2 separate regions of the Mus musculus genome follow, and region 2 is linked to region 1. Evidence: chromatin contacts called from public Hi-C data. All regions are on one chromosome and are shown on one strand. Each heading gives the region's core, a stretch centred on a gene start, on an enhancer-like site or on the middle of the called end of the contact. The rest is flanking DNA. Distances are from core to core; before and after follow the strand shown. Region 1 holds the start of Ppcs (phosphopantothenoylcysteine synthetase). Region 2 holds the start of Ppie (peptidylprolyl isomerase E (cyclophilin E)).

Region 1 (7,046 bases), core at 1,566-4,065:
CACTATGCAGCCCCGGCTAACCTAGAGGTTGGTATATGGGCCAGGTTGGCTTCAAATGCTGATCTTCCCGCCAGTCTCCAGAGGGCTGGGGTTAGAGGTGTGAGCTGCCACCAAGCCTGGAACTTCCTTTTAACTCATTTAAATATTTTTAAGTCTTTGAGGATTTTATAGATTGTATTTTAATCATACTCATCTCTTTTATTTTTTAAAGAAAATCTGAAGATAACTATAATCTGTTCATAAAAATGTTACTTTGAGCCGGGCGTGATGGCGCACACCTTTAATCCCAGCATTTGGGAGGCAGAGTCAGGCGGATTTCTGAGTTCGAGGCCAGCCTGGTCTACAAAGTGAGTTCCAGGACAGCCTGGGCTACAGAGAAACCCTGTCTCAGGGGAAAAAAAAAAGTTACTTTGGCAGGATTCCAATATATTGGGTTTTAAATCTCTCAAGTCTAAAATGTCGTGCTGGTGGGCGTGGCTACTGATTTGATTTGTACTTGGAGGTTTTTTTTTTTTCATTTGTTAACTAAAAGTATTAATACAATAATCACAACAGAGTACTGAGACATGACTGACTTGGTCTTCACTTGATTAAAGTCCCTGCCCTGTTTCCTAAACCTTATACAACCAAAGGGGAATACTAAGTTGTTCTGGATTTTTTTGTTTTTGGTTTTGGTTTTTTTTTTTTGAGACAGGGTTTCTCTGTTTAGCCCTGGCTGTCCTGGAACTCACTCCGTAGACCAGGCTGACCTCGAACTCAGAAATCTGCCTGCCTCTGCCTCCCAAGTGCTGGGATTAAATGTGTGTGCCACCACTGCCTAGTTCATTCTGGATATTTTTAAGGTAGAAAGAAAAAAAAAAGGATAAACTGGAGATCCCAGGATTTTTAAAGAGTATGAGTTCTGCCTGCAAGTGTGCCAGGAATCCCACACAAGCTCCCACTTGATCTCTCTTCTTGGCATTTACCACCTGTGTGCATCAGGGATTCCCCTGCAGACTGAAAGCAATGCCAGCAACTGCCAGTGTACTTCTCTTCCACAATAACACTTGGCACACAGTAGGTACTCTGAAATGTGTAACTTAACTATCCCCAAGGCGCCCCTCAGACAATTTCATCAATAAACACTACTTATATCAGCCAACAAATGTCTATGATTTCCCTCATGTTCCAAGACACCAAATCACCTTCAATTTTCAGCGGTGACACTAAGGTGACACTATCCTCCCCTTCTTCTTCCTGAAAGGACAATAACCCCCACTTATCCCTCTGCTTCCTAGTTCCAAAATACTAGGATATTCTGTACAAACAAAACTTTTTACTTTTATTTATTTACTTTGAGATTTATTTACTCTCTCACTGTGCAGCTCTGGCTGGCCTGTAATTCACTAGGTAGACCAGGCTAGCCTTGAAATGAAGAGCCCATCTGTCCCTGGAGGGCTGCAATGAAAGGGAAGATGCTGCTGCATCCAAACAACGTCTTGTCTTTCCTTCCACCTTTGTGTCTCCAGGCTCCACAGGATAAAGTTCAAGGGTCTTAAGGAATACAAAGGTTGTGTATACCAAGAGGCAAGATGCCTCTTCAGCCTTACCAAAGCACTTTGGTTCACAGAACATTACCCAGTTGCAAACTCCAACTTGTAACTCCACTTAGAATAACCTTCCCCACTTGATCAGGCCCTCTGTCCATCTTTTGATGAGTCATCTCCATCACCCTGACACCCCCGTCTCACTACCCCGGGGATCTGACTGCACTTTGTACATACCTCCACTACAGCATTTATCATTCTGATCTGTGATTATGGCTGGTGTCCAGGCCCTCGCTAGACTGTGAGATCCTTGAGGGCAGTGTCTTATTCATCTCTGTATTCCCAGTGCCTAGCTCATACAGAAGGCTGAAAGGCCATCCAGATCAAGAGGAAAGTAACCCAAGATTGGTTAGAGGGGGTCAGATCTCTGGAAGAGAAGAGCCCATCACCTGCAGTGGGCCACCAGATGAGTGGATCTTGTGTTCAGGCATTTCGGAGACAGGAATATAGAAATCTGACACTGCCGCGGCCAGGTAAAACATCGCAGAAGAGCCTGTGAAGATAAACGGAGTATAAGAAATCGGGGAAGGGCATGGAATCTTTTCTTTAACTCGGGTTCCTTGGCTGTGGGGTAGGCAGCAAGCAATAGGGAAAAGAGGCTAGGGAGAACGGCTCTACAGCCAGGAAAACCTTTGGATTTCCTTGGAACATTCACCTAATGGACTGAGAGCCAGGGCAGCAGCCTGCAGCAGATGCAGATAATCCGCCAAAGTGGTAAACTCTACAGCCAGAAAGGTGCCGGCAGCGGCTGCCTCTTGGTAGCTCTGCAATGCTGCAGCAAAGCCCGGGAGCGCATTCTCTTCGGCCTCCAGACTCAGCTTGCCCGACTGGGCTGGGCCAGAAGGCCGAAGGGCTGACAGCCAGGCCTGGGGCGGGAAGCGGTGGGCATAGGGGAAGGCCGAGCGCGCTCGGTACAAGAACAGGACTCCATAGCCGGCAGCCAGGAAGACCTCCGCCGACGCGGCTCCGCGTCGCCCGCTACTGAAGTTGTCCAGAAAGCGCACGGCTCGCGCTTCCAGGGGGACCTTGGTGCCTCCAGATGTGATCAGCACCACCCGCCGGCCCTGCTCGCCCAGCCTGGCCGCAAAGCGAGCCATAACCTCGGCCCAGCGCGCAGCACCCGCAGGACGCGGCAACTCAGCCACCAGGTCCATTTCCGCCATCTGCACTGTAGTCACCCCACGGTAGAACCACAGCGCCCGGGCACGCCGGGCCGCTGGCGCCACGCCCCCTTCCGGATACCTGGGCTGCGCGCAGCCGCAAATAGTGACTATGGTCATTCCCTTTCCTATGTCCGCCAGTAGGTCCTGATCTCGCTAAGGCTCGAAATGCTTGCCTGTTCTGGGAAAGCCCGTCGGGAAGCGTCTAGAGGAAGAACGTATCTAGAAAATCCAGAAAAATTATGCTTCCTGTGGATTTCCTAGTTTGGAAAACGAAATGGTTGTTTTTGACCTATACCGGCCACCGTATAGTTCTCCCCAGGCTCGGGCTACATGGCAGTCAAGTTCTGGCTATTTAACCTTTGAGATTTAGAGTTTGTGCTCTCCCCTCCCCAATTGTCGCAGTCAGTCCCGCCCCTCCCCCTTGCCCTTGAAATCCCGACGTCCGGGCTGGCCCGTGGTTGTCACGTGACACCTCAGCCTTGCGGATGCTAGCCAGGCAACCGTCCTGGAGACCGACGCCGCCGGCCGCACCATGAACGTGATCTACCCGCTGGCGGTGCCCAAGGGGCGCCGGCTCTCCTGTGAGGTGTGCGAAGCCCCGGCCGAGCGGATGTGCACGGCCTGTACAGTCACTTATTACTGGTAGGCCCTGGAACATGGTGCCTGGTGCCTCTGCTCCCTCCCTGTCTCCCAACACGGGTCTGGCCTCGTGTGTCTGTCCTTTGTGGCCTTTCCTGCCAGGGACCCCACAAGTCCAGAGCAGGCTTGAAGACGCGTGTCTAAGACTTCTGTGGCTTCCTCTGCGTCTTCTCCGGCTCTGCTGGGTTTTTTGCCTGATGTTTTGCGGGGCTCCTACTGTTACTGTGTTGCAAACCCTTCCTGGTGCTGAACATAATGGGGCCATTTCTGTAGATCTCTCCTCTCAAAGCTCAAGGAGAACTCTGAAGACAGAGAAGTAGACAAATGATAATTTCAGGGAGAAATGGCAAGTCAAAGGAAATGGGAGGAGAAATTGGGCAGACAGCTTCTCTCAGAGTAGACGATTGGTCTGAAGTTAAGGAGCTAAAGAGCCGGTGTTCTTGCCCTACAAAGGCACAGGTAGGGTTCTTAAGTAGGGAAGACGTGTTCTTCAGGACTAGAAGAAAGACTATTGGCCAGTGCACAGCTAAGGGAGTTTGAATGTAGGAGAGGTAGTAATTCAAGATGCGAGGGGTTTAAATGTATTCGCATTAACACCATCCCCATCCTTTTTTATAAGAGAGTTTCATGTAGTTGGTCTCAAACTCACTATGTAAGCTAAGAATTGAACTTTTGAACATCGTACCCACACCCCTCAAGGGCCGGAGTTGCAAGTATGTGTTGCCATGCCTGGTTTGTGTAGTACTAGAGAGAGAACTCAAGGCACCGTGCATACTAGACAAACTACCAACTAAGTCACATCCCCTGCCCTAGACTCTATTTTGGGCCTCACAAAACTAGGATACTGACCTTCCAAACTTAACTCATAGCCAAATGACTTGTGTGTGTGTGTGGTTTTTTTAAAGCCTTATTTTTCATTTTACATGCTAAGTTCTGTCACTCCTGAGCCCTGAGACTTCTGAGGAGGGTAACATGGTGACTGGGGCAGTATCTAAAAAAGGTTTCTTTGAAATAAGATTTGAGTATTGAGAGGCCAGTACGGGCTTGCTATGTGAAGACACAGAAGAAGGGTGGGCCGTTCCAGCCATACAGCACTGGTTTGGTTAAAGAGTGAAAGACCTTGGCTGAAACCTAAATGGGAAAGAAAGCTGCGTGAGTCCCAGCCAGTGATTTCCACACAGGGATTCGGTGAATAACTCACAACCTGCATTTATACTGCATAAATAATATGTATTTGTAAGATGCATTTCTTCCTGCAGGCAGCAGCAGTGTGGGACAGGGGAGGGTCACGATGGCAGGCAGCAGCAGTGTGGGACAGGGGAAGGCAGACCCTGCCTTCTCGTTAGATCACAGGATCCTCCCCTTCTCAGACTGTTCCAGGTGCCCTTCCTCCATGTCCTACGTGATACAGCCGTCCTCATTCTTGGCAAGTGAGCATGGGCTGGAGTTCAGCATCCCAGTGCTCAGTAAAACAGCCTGACATTTTTGTGGAATTTCTTCTATTTTCTTCTGTATATTTATGGTATAAACTATGAATTGTGAATATGTTCCAAGGTGATAGATCTTTTAAAAACAGGACATTTATTTATTTAATTGTATTGGTGTGTGTGAGAGAGAGAGAGAGAGAGAGAGAGAGAGAGAGAGAGAGCACAGATCAAAGGACAGCTTTCAGGAGTGAGTTCTCTGTAGCCCAGGCTTTACCACCTTTTTGTTCCCAGAAATAGCGACTCAGACTGAATTATCTTTAGCTTTGTTCCCCAACCATCATGTATCCCAAAAATCCTATTCATTCATCCTATGAGTGCCACATGGCAAGTTACCTCTTCTTCAGTTTGATGCTTCTGTCTCCATCAGCATTCCTGGGCGAATCTCCTTCTCGCTCCTGACTATCCCAAAAATCCTCTATCTGTATCAGAACTTTTACCTCCCTATTTCCTGCCTCAGCTCATAGGCCAAAAGCCTTTTATTGAAGATTTCACACATTGCACAAAAGATTCCCTCTACAGTTCTCTGCTTCAGCATGCAGGTTCGAGCCCAGATCATAAGACTTGCTGGGAAGAAATCTTGCTGGCCTGGAATAAAACATTGTTAAGAAGGATAATTTTATGAAAGTACATATAGAAACATTAGTAGTATATCAGAGAGCTCTTGGTTTATAGTACAGTAGATCATAGCATATAGATAACAGTAATTTGTGATATTTTCCCTTTAATTGAATGTTTGTGATACAAACTTAAAGGCCTTCGCTGGCCAGCAGGGAGAAAATGTCAAGTGGTATTTGATGATAAGAAGCAGTAGGAAACTGGGTGTGGTGGTTCATGCTTGCAATTCTAGCACATGGGAGGCAAAGGCAGGAAGATCACTGTAAATTCAGGGATGGCCTGGGCTAATAGTTCAAGGCAAGCCTGGGCTACAGCGTGAATAGTTTCAGAAAGAAAGGGAAGGAAGGAGAAAGGGAGGGAGGAAATGAAAGGAAGAAGGAAGGAAGGAAGAAGAAAGAGAAGCTTTAGTGGATGGTAGAATGGATGCCTTGCATAAGGGCATCCAGATGGAGGTTAATAAACCCTGATGATGCTTGAATAAAACATGTCGGCCTCATAAACAGCTTAACTGTGCTCCCAGCTCCTCCTTTATATCCTGGCCTGGGGTGAATGTATGGGTGAGACAGCTCAATATTGATGGCACCCAGAAATGTATGAAGAAAGCTGTTTATTTAAAAAGGCAAGCTATGTCAGTTACTGTCAGTGGAACAAAGGTCAGGAAGTTGGATACATTATTTATTACCTTTTCCACCGTTCCCAGTGACTCAGCCTGTCTGTCCCTCTGCTGTGGAATGTGACTGCTTCTGAATCCCAGTGAAGTGTTTTTGTTACTCTGTTTTCAGTAATTCTCTAAGATACCCCCACCATTAAACAAAACAACAAAATCCTTAAAATGCTTTCTATCGCTTCTCTGGTAGTAGTATAGTTTGTAAATTAAATCCTTGGCTGTGTTCCTGTTATCTGGAGGAGGAGGAAGAGAGAGTGGTGGCTGCAGCCATGTAGTTCCCATGGCTGCTTTTGTGCTGCATCCAGAGGCTTGAGTTATTGCACCTGAGACCTTGGAGCTCCGGAAACACACAGTAGTTGTTGTCCGGAAGAAAAACAGAAACACACTGGCCACCTTTCCCCTAGATTATAGTTACCTGTTTTGAAATATGTATAATGTATAATAGATGCGTAGGTGAAAATGTCTCCTTAGCAGTAGAAATGCAAAAGCCAATGATTGCATACCCTCAACCAGAGCCTCAGAGTACACAGAGCTGAACTGACAGGGTCGAAGCAGGGAATGGTCCAGGCAGTAACAGCAGTGGGAAGCTTTAATAGCCCACGTCCAGGAGTGAATAGAACAACTAGGCAGATATTCCTTAAGGAAGTGTAAGACTAGGGCAACTCTGTAAATTAACTAGGTCCAACCAAGTCTGTGGAACACCCTAATAACAGAACGTGCATCTTCTCCAGTGCAATGTTAGGTCATAAATATGGAAGGAATAAAATCACAGAAGGTAGGTTCTGTTATGGTGCAATGAAATCATAACCAGTAACAGAAGGAAGTTTGGTAAGTTTACAATCAGGTCAAAAATAACACTCTTTAAAATCCAGTGGGCCAAAGGGAGACT
Region 2 (7,031 bases), core at 1,980-4,479, 3.7 Mb after region 1:
CAGCCCACAGTGGATGTTTTTACTTGAAGGTAACCTTTACCTCCCCACCCAATCCTGACACTTCAGAAATTCAGAATACCAGTATCTGAACAAGGGCCCACTGTACCAGCGAAAGGCACCTTCAGTTAGAATGAGGATCCCCAGCCATACCATGTTGTCGATAGCTGCTGCCGCATCCTGCCAAGGAAATGCAAAGTGTAAGTTTAGGCTTGTAGTGGAATACTTCTTGTGTGTCTAAATGCACACTTGGTAGCAAAATAAACAGGAAAAAGTCACCTCTGTACTTCCTGCCTAGGTGGGGTGTGTGACCAACAACACTTCTTGGGCAGTTTTTCAGCTCACTGTACCATAATCTCTTTCTAGCTGAAGGTGTTTTTTCTAGCTGAAGGCTTAAGAGATAATCACCTGCACAGCCAGGCAAGAATGTTCAGTGAACAGAGCTGGAAGAGCCCTGCAGAGTAAGACAGGCAGGGTCTGACTGGGTCTGAGCTGTTATTGACAGATCAGTCTACTAGGAAGCCTTGCTTCAAACAGCATTTCTGGACCTCTGAAAGCATTACCCTAGGACCCGGAACCTAAGTAAATGGGAAATAGCTTCCGCTTTAGCAGTAGGTACTCAACCCTTTAATACAGTTCCTCATGCTGTGGGGACCTCAAACTATACAATTATTTAGTTGCTATTTTATAACTGTAATTCTGCCATTGTTATGAATCATAACTTAAATACATGATATACAACCCCCACAGGCTGAGAACTGTTTCTCTGTAGGAACAAAAGACTTAAGCAAAGCACAAAAGTCTCACCTCTGCCAACTCAAACTCAACAAAAGCAAACCCTCGGTGTTTTTCTGCAAAAAAGGGAAATAAACACAAAGATCTAGGTAACTGCTATGTGAGGCAAGAGAAGAAAAGAGAACAATCACAAAGAAGCCGGCCCATACCATGTCCAGACACCAGAAAACCTACTCAGTCATGATTTACAAAGGACCCTCATCCTTTGATTCCTCTTAATACCTGAAGCAATAATAAACATCTTCTAGGGATAAAGCTACATACTGAGGAGCTGGAGAGATGGCTCAGCGGTTAAGAGCACTGACTGCTCTTCCAAAGGTCCTGAGTTCAAATCCCAGCAACCACAAGGTGGCTTACAATCATCCCTAATGAGATCTGACACCCTCTTCTGGTGCATCTGAAGACAGCTACAGATATAATAGATATAATAATAAATGAATCCTTTTTTTTTTTAAAGCTACATATTGAACTTCAACTTCTCATGAAGTGTAAACTGGCAAGGTAAGTTATTTAGCAAATCAACTATTTATCCAAATCTACAATTTGATTCCAGGTGCCACAGCACACACCTGTAATGCTAACTACTTAGGAAGCTAAGACAGAAGGATCATCAGTTTGGAGGCCAGCCCGGACAACACAGTTAAATCATTTTGAAATAGAAACAAAACAAAAACAAATACAGGCCAAAAAAAAAAAAAAGCCATCAACCAAATATATAATCTGATCAACTACAGATAAATTCTAAAACCTGTAAGGAGATTCAGTTTTATCCTGAGACAAATTCTGAGCTAAGAAAAAGCCCCCACACAACAGTGCCAACTAGAAAGTCAGTAGAACATTTCTTGCATATGTTTCTGCTGTAGCCCAGACTGACCTTAAACTCTATCCTCCCGCTGCAGCCTCTGAATTGCTAGGTTTACAGGCATGTGCCACCGTGGCCATCAACTACTCTACTGGTTTTTAGGGGGTGGGGAGATTCCCCAGACTCAGAGTTTAAAGATCTTGCTATTCCCACCCTGTCTCTCTCCTCTCTGCCCCTCTGCCTCTCTGTGTGTGTCTCTGCCCCTCTGCCTCTCTGTGTGTGTCTCTGTGTGTGTCTCTGCCCCTCTGCCTCTCTGTGTGTGTCTCTGTGTGTGTCTCTGCCCCTCTGCCCCTCTGTGTGTGTCTCTGTGTGTGTCTCTGCCCCTCTGTGTGTGTCTCTGTGTGATTAGTGCTGGGAACTGAAACCAAAGCCTCATATGGTGGGCAAGAATTCTACTAGAACTTAAGAATGTAAATTTAGAACTGGAATGTGACTTTAATTCTTTCCCTATCGGAGGGTAATGAGCGTTAAAGACACTCAAATGACCCACCTGTTTCATAGTCCAGAGGAATTTGAATATCTGTGATGTCTCCAAAGGGGATAAATGCAGCATGAAGAACCTTGTCGTCCACCTCTTCTGCCAGCCCGCCTGCAAATGAGCCAAGGACCTTCTGAGCCGCTGTCCTACACACTCAGAGGTCCCTGCACACCAGGGACTTTGCCTGTCACTGGTATGACAGGCAAAGGGAGGGATCTTTCCATCCAGTCCTTTGTCTACACAAACATCTCTCTCTACAGCCTACCCACACTACTTTCCTTTCTTCAATCTCCTTTTAAACAGTTCTGATTCGATCTCCAACTCTTGTGAAAGCTTTGTAACTGACCTCTCTGCCTCAATTCCTTCCTCCAACCGCCCCCCCCCAACCAAATATAAGTGGAAATGAATCCATCGGTTCTCTTAGACTTCAAAGTCTTAAATGTCACTGTCCTCAAGATAAAGTGAGAGCTCCTTGGTAGTGTACACAGGGTTATCATCCGACTCTCGCCGATCTCTCTTGTATCTTCCATTTTGTTTTCCCCAATTTCCCTGAGTTTCTCGAAAAATGACCCAGCTGCCCCTAGGCGCCAGGCTCTTTTACGCCTTTGAGCTTCGGCTCCGGTGCAGCGAACAGCTTTGCCTCTACTCTGACTCTTTGCCCAACTCCTGCTCAACTTCTGCGTCCCGGCAACAGAAAGTTTGCCCTCACCCAAGTTCCTGTCATCATTGTTAGTCCCTATTACAACGCTAGGGTGTGTAGGTTATTTCCCACTTTCTCCTAGATAGTCTGGTAACTCCTCCTTTAGGGCAGAGATCCAGCCATTCCGCACTGAATGTTTGTAAAACGAATGGGCGGGAGGGATTTGGAAGCCCAAAATTCTTGTCACTCGTCGGGGTTCCTGTGCGCTTAGTGGACTAGGAAGGTCGCCGGAATTGTCCTTCCATCTCGGGCTCACACCCTCAGGCCCAGCAAGCCCTCCATAGACCCCGGCTGCTTTCCCCCTTTCCCACATTGCTCAGACTAAGTCTAGCTCCCGCGCCTGCTCACCCACGTACAGCACACGCTTGGTGGTGGCCATCTTGCTCGCGCCCGTTTCCGCCGGAAGCCGGCACTCGGCCGGCCCCCTCGCCGTCGCCCCTCCCCTTAGGTCGGGGCGGGTCTTTGTGCGGCTGCAGGCTCCGCCCCTTCTTGGCTGTAGCTCCCAGAGCTGGAAGGAAACAAACCTTGGTCTGATCAACCTAGATATTAACGGCAATTGAACCATTACCAACACACTATGGTCCGGGCTGTCCAGGCAGCTGTTTTTGGCCAATTCGGGAGCCAAGAACGGTTTTTACACTTTGAACCGGGGTGAGGCGAAGGATCGACAATATTTCTTGAGAGATGAAAATTATATGAAATTAAAATTTCAATATCACGAAGTTTAATTGTTAGAGTATAGCCACATCCGTTCCTTTTCTATTGTCTGGCTGCTTTCATGTTACAAAGGGAAGAGACCTGTTCCTCCCACGGCCATTGATATTTTACCATCTGGCCCTTTGGGCAAAGTGTTTGCTATACTCTTGTTCTAACGTAATATTTAAATTTATAGGTTCTCAATAGCAGTACAAAACAGTAGGATCACATTTGTTTGCTTGTTAGAGTATCCCACTATGCCTTCCAGATCTCAGCCTCCCCAGTGCTGAAATCCCAATTGAATACCACCAACCTACCTCAAATAGAAATTTAACAAGTTTTATTTTATGTATTTATTTTGAGACTGGATCTTCCTATGTAGTCCTGAATATCTTGGAATTCACTATGTAAACCAGGCTGACCTTGAACTTACAGAGATCTCTTCCTGAGGGTTGGGACTAAAAGCATATACCACCACAGGAAGCTTTGCTGTATTGTTAAAGGGCTCTAGCAGGCCCAAGCTTGGTAAGCACAGGTGTGGCAGGCCTTGTCCTTCTCCCCATTCCCTCTGCCTTGCTAATAAACAAACAAACAAACAGGGTTATATTCCTAAAGCTAGCCGTAGGCCAAATAAGGTCTATTCCCTTATTTGGCCTCCTCCTGAGGATGATCACCAAGGTCCAGCTATCAAAGTATTAAAGTTCAACAATTGTATTAGTCAGGGTTCTCTAGAGTCACAGAACTGTGGGTAGTCTCTATATAGTAAAGGAATTTAATCTTAATCTTTGATCTCCCTGTCTTAATCTTCTGAAATCCATAGCCACTATGCCTCAAGATCTCCATACTGAGATCCAGGTCAGAAACTTCTATCTCTCAGCCTCCAGATTAGGGTCACTGATGAGCCTTCCAATTCTGGATTGTAGTTCATTCCAGATATAGTCAAGTTGACAACCAGAAATAGCCACTACAACAGTCAAATCCCCCCTTGGCCTACCCTAATTAATACGGTCAACCAAAACATGACCACCACATCCTAGCCATTCTATCACAGATTCCCCTCTTTTTCCTCTTAAAAAAACATCACACCCACAAGGTCATTTGCTGCTGCTGTCTGCCTGAGCGGAGAACAGTCACTTTCCCCTGCTCAGTAAAGGATCTCTCTATGGAAATAGGTGTTTGAGTGTGGTTTGTGCCTAACCCAGTGTTCAAGAGGGAACACTGTGTGCGGGTCCCTTCAGTTACGGTGCTGGAGATCAGACGTAGAGCTGAAGACCATTCCTCGGCAAATATTCTACCACTGATCCATATCCTCAGCTACTGTAGGCAGAGCATTTAGATTTTCCTGAGGTAACTTTTATAAACTTTGTTATTCAAATGTGTGTGTATACGCATACTTGTGGAAGCCAGAGGACAACTTGATGGAGTAGATTCTCTCCTCCTACCAGATCAGGTCCCAGGTTTGCAAGGCAAGCGCTGTTACCAGCTGAGCCACCTCACAGCCCCTTGAGGAGACTTTTAAGATGGAAGCTGAGCTGAGAGGCAGGAGCATAATGAGGTGGAAATGGAGGACACATGTTCAGGCAGGAGAGATGGGTAGAGGCCACCTCATGTCAGGGCCTGCAAGCTTTGTGAAAAACTTGGGGATTTTGAGAAGCTATCATGGGGTGATAGCAAGGAAGTTACATGGTCACATTTACACTGATCTTTTCCCACTTTTTAATTTTTGATATTATATTTTAAATATAACATTTTTCTCCTTTCCTCCCCCAAAGCCCTCCCGTAATCCTTTTCCCACTATCCTTCAAATGTATGGCCTCTTTTTTTTTTTAAGTCAATTGTTACTACATGCCAACTATATATTTATATATACATATATGTATTCCTAAATATAACCAGTTGAATTCATATAATGTTACTTGTTTTTTGTTTTTGTTTTGTTTTTTGGTTTTTGGTTTTTGGTTTTTCGAGACAGGGTTTCTCTGTGTAGCCCTGGCTGTCCTGGAACTCACTCTGTAGACCAGGCTGGCCTCGAACTCAGAAATCCACCTGCCTCTGCCTCCCGAGTGCTGGGATTAAAGGCGTGCACCACCATGTCCGGCGTAATGTTACTTGTTTGTGTGGTTTTAGAGCTGACCATTTGGCACACTGGAGCTGACTATTTCTTCCCTGAGGAGAGCCATTTTCCTGCTCCCGGATCCACTCAGTTGCCTGTAATTCTTTGTGTAGTGTTGGGGTCTTGCTGGCTTTATCCTGTGCAGCTTGGTGTGTTTATTGGTGTCCTCCTTACTCAGCTCATATTTGGGTGGCCAAGCTCTTGAGACTTTCTGAGTGTACTTCTGATGTTACTAAGAAACACAGTCTTAGAGCAAAAGCCAAAATCCTATGGCTTACACACACACACACACCCTTTCTGCAATGCTCCCTGGGCCATAGGTGTGGGAGTATTTTGTAGATGTATCCACTGGAACCGGGCTCCTCAACTCTGCATATTGATTGGCTATTGTTTTCTGTAGTGACATCCAACTGTTGCAAACAGAAGTTTCCTTGATGAGGGATGAAGACTACACTTCTCTGTGGGTACATATTAATTTTTTAAGATTTACTTGATGTGTATGAATGTTTTGCATGCTTGTATGCACACATACGCACCATGTGCATATCTGGTGCCCACAGGGGTCAGAAGGCAGCATCAAATCCTCTATACTGGAGCTATGGATGGTTGTGAGCCACCACATGAGTGGTGATCTTGAACCTGGGTTTCTTTGCAAAAGCAACAAGCCCTCTTAGCCACTGCGAGATATCTCCAGTCATTGCTCCCCGCCTGCAGCTGGACTTTTGGCTACTTTATGGGTTCCCTTTCCTACCATCCATCTGCATCCTTATCCCTTCCAACTCCCAACACTAGGTAGGAAAGAAAGAAGGCTAGAGGAGAAAGGGGGCATCGGTACCATTAGACTACTTCCTGCTGACTAGGAGCATCAAGTTCCTTGGGGTGGTTTTGATCTTCACGGTTTTCAGGACAGTTTCAACCAGCAACCAGCAATCAGCAATCAGCAATGGTGGCAGCAGCCACAGGGGCAGTAGCAGCTGCTGCTGCCACACCACTCTTAGGGCACTTGCATTTTTACACCCTCTCAAGAGTCCCCAGAATTCCAAACATCATACACTTGCAAATATTGCAGCTGGCAAAATCAGGCTCCTGCTAGCACGAGGCAAATCATAATCTGCTGCTGTAGACAATCTAACACAACCTCCTATCCCATACCTGGGATTAAAACAAAAACATATTCCTATAACATTTCTGTGTTTGTATTAGTCAGAGTTCTCTAGAGTCACAGAATTTATGGATAGCCTCTATATAGTAAAGGAATTTATTGATGACTTACACTCTGCAGTCCAATTCCCAACAATGGTTCAGTAGTAGCTGTGAATGGAAGTCCAAGGATCTAGCAGTTGCTCAGTCCCATGCGGCAAGCAGGGGAAGGACCGAGAATGAGACTCCC

The links. Hi-C and Micro-C count contacts between places; a contact is called where the count stands out from the background.
Region 2: a contact with region 1 is called in a Hi-C map of B cells, with 5 read pairs. The contact joins the promoter of Ppie here to the promoter of Ppcs in region 1. A contact is called at or near these places in 1 of 39 promoter capture datasets (cranial neural crest) and 1 of 484 Hi-C or Micro-C datasets (B cells).

The regions. Positions count from the first base shown.
Region 1 is chr4:119,419,605-119,426,650 of GRCm38.p6, forward strand. Ppcs (phosphopantothenoylcysteine synthetase) reads right to left here and starts at 2,816. Exons shown (of 3, transcript NM_026494.4): 1 at 2,242-2,816; 2 at 1,976-2,079. The coding sequence starts at 2,749. Zmynd12 (zinc finger, MYND domain containing 12) reads left to right here and starts at 3,080. Exons shown (of 8, transcript NM_001014900.2): 1 at 3,080-3,391. The coding sequence starts at 3,282.
Region 2 is chr4:123,136,722-123,143,752 of GRCm38.p6, forward strand. It overlaps Ppie (peptidylprolyl isomerase E (cyclophilin E)), which reads right to left and starts at 3,230. Exons shown (of 10, transcript NM_019489.6): 1 at 3,181-3,230; 2 at 2,145-2,243; 3 at 805-848; 4 at 151-177. The coding sequence starts at 3,211.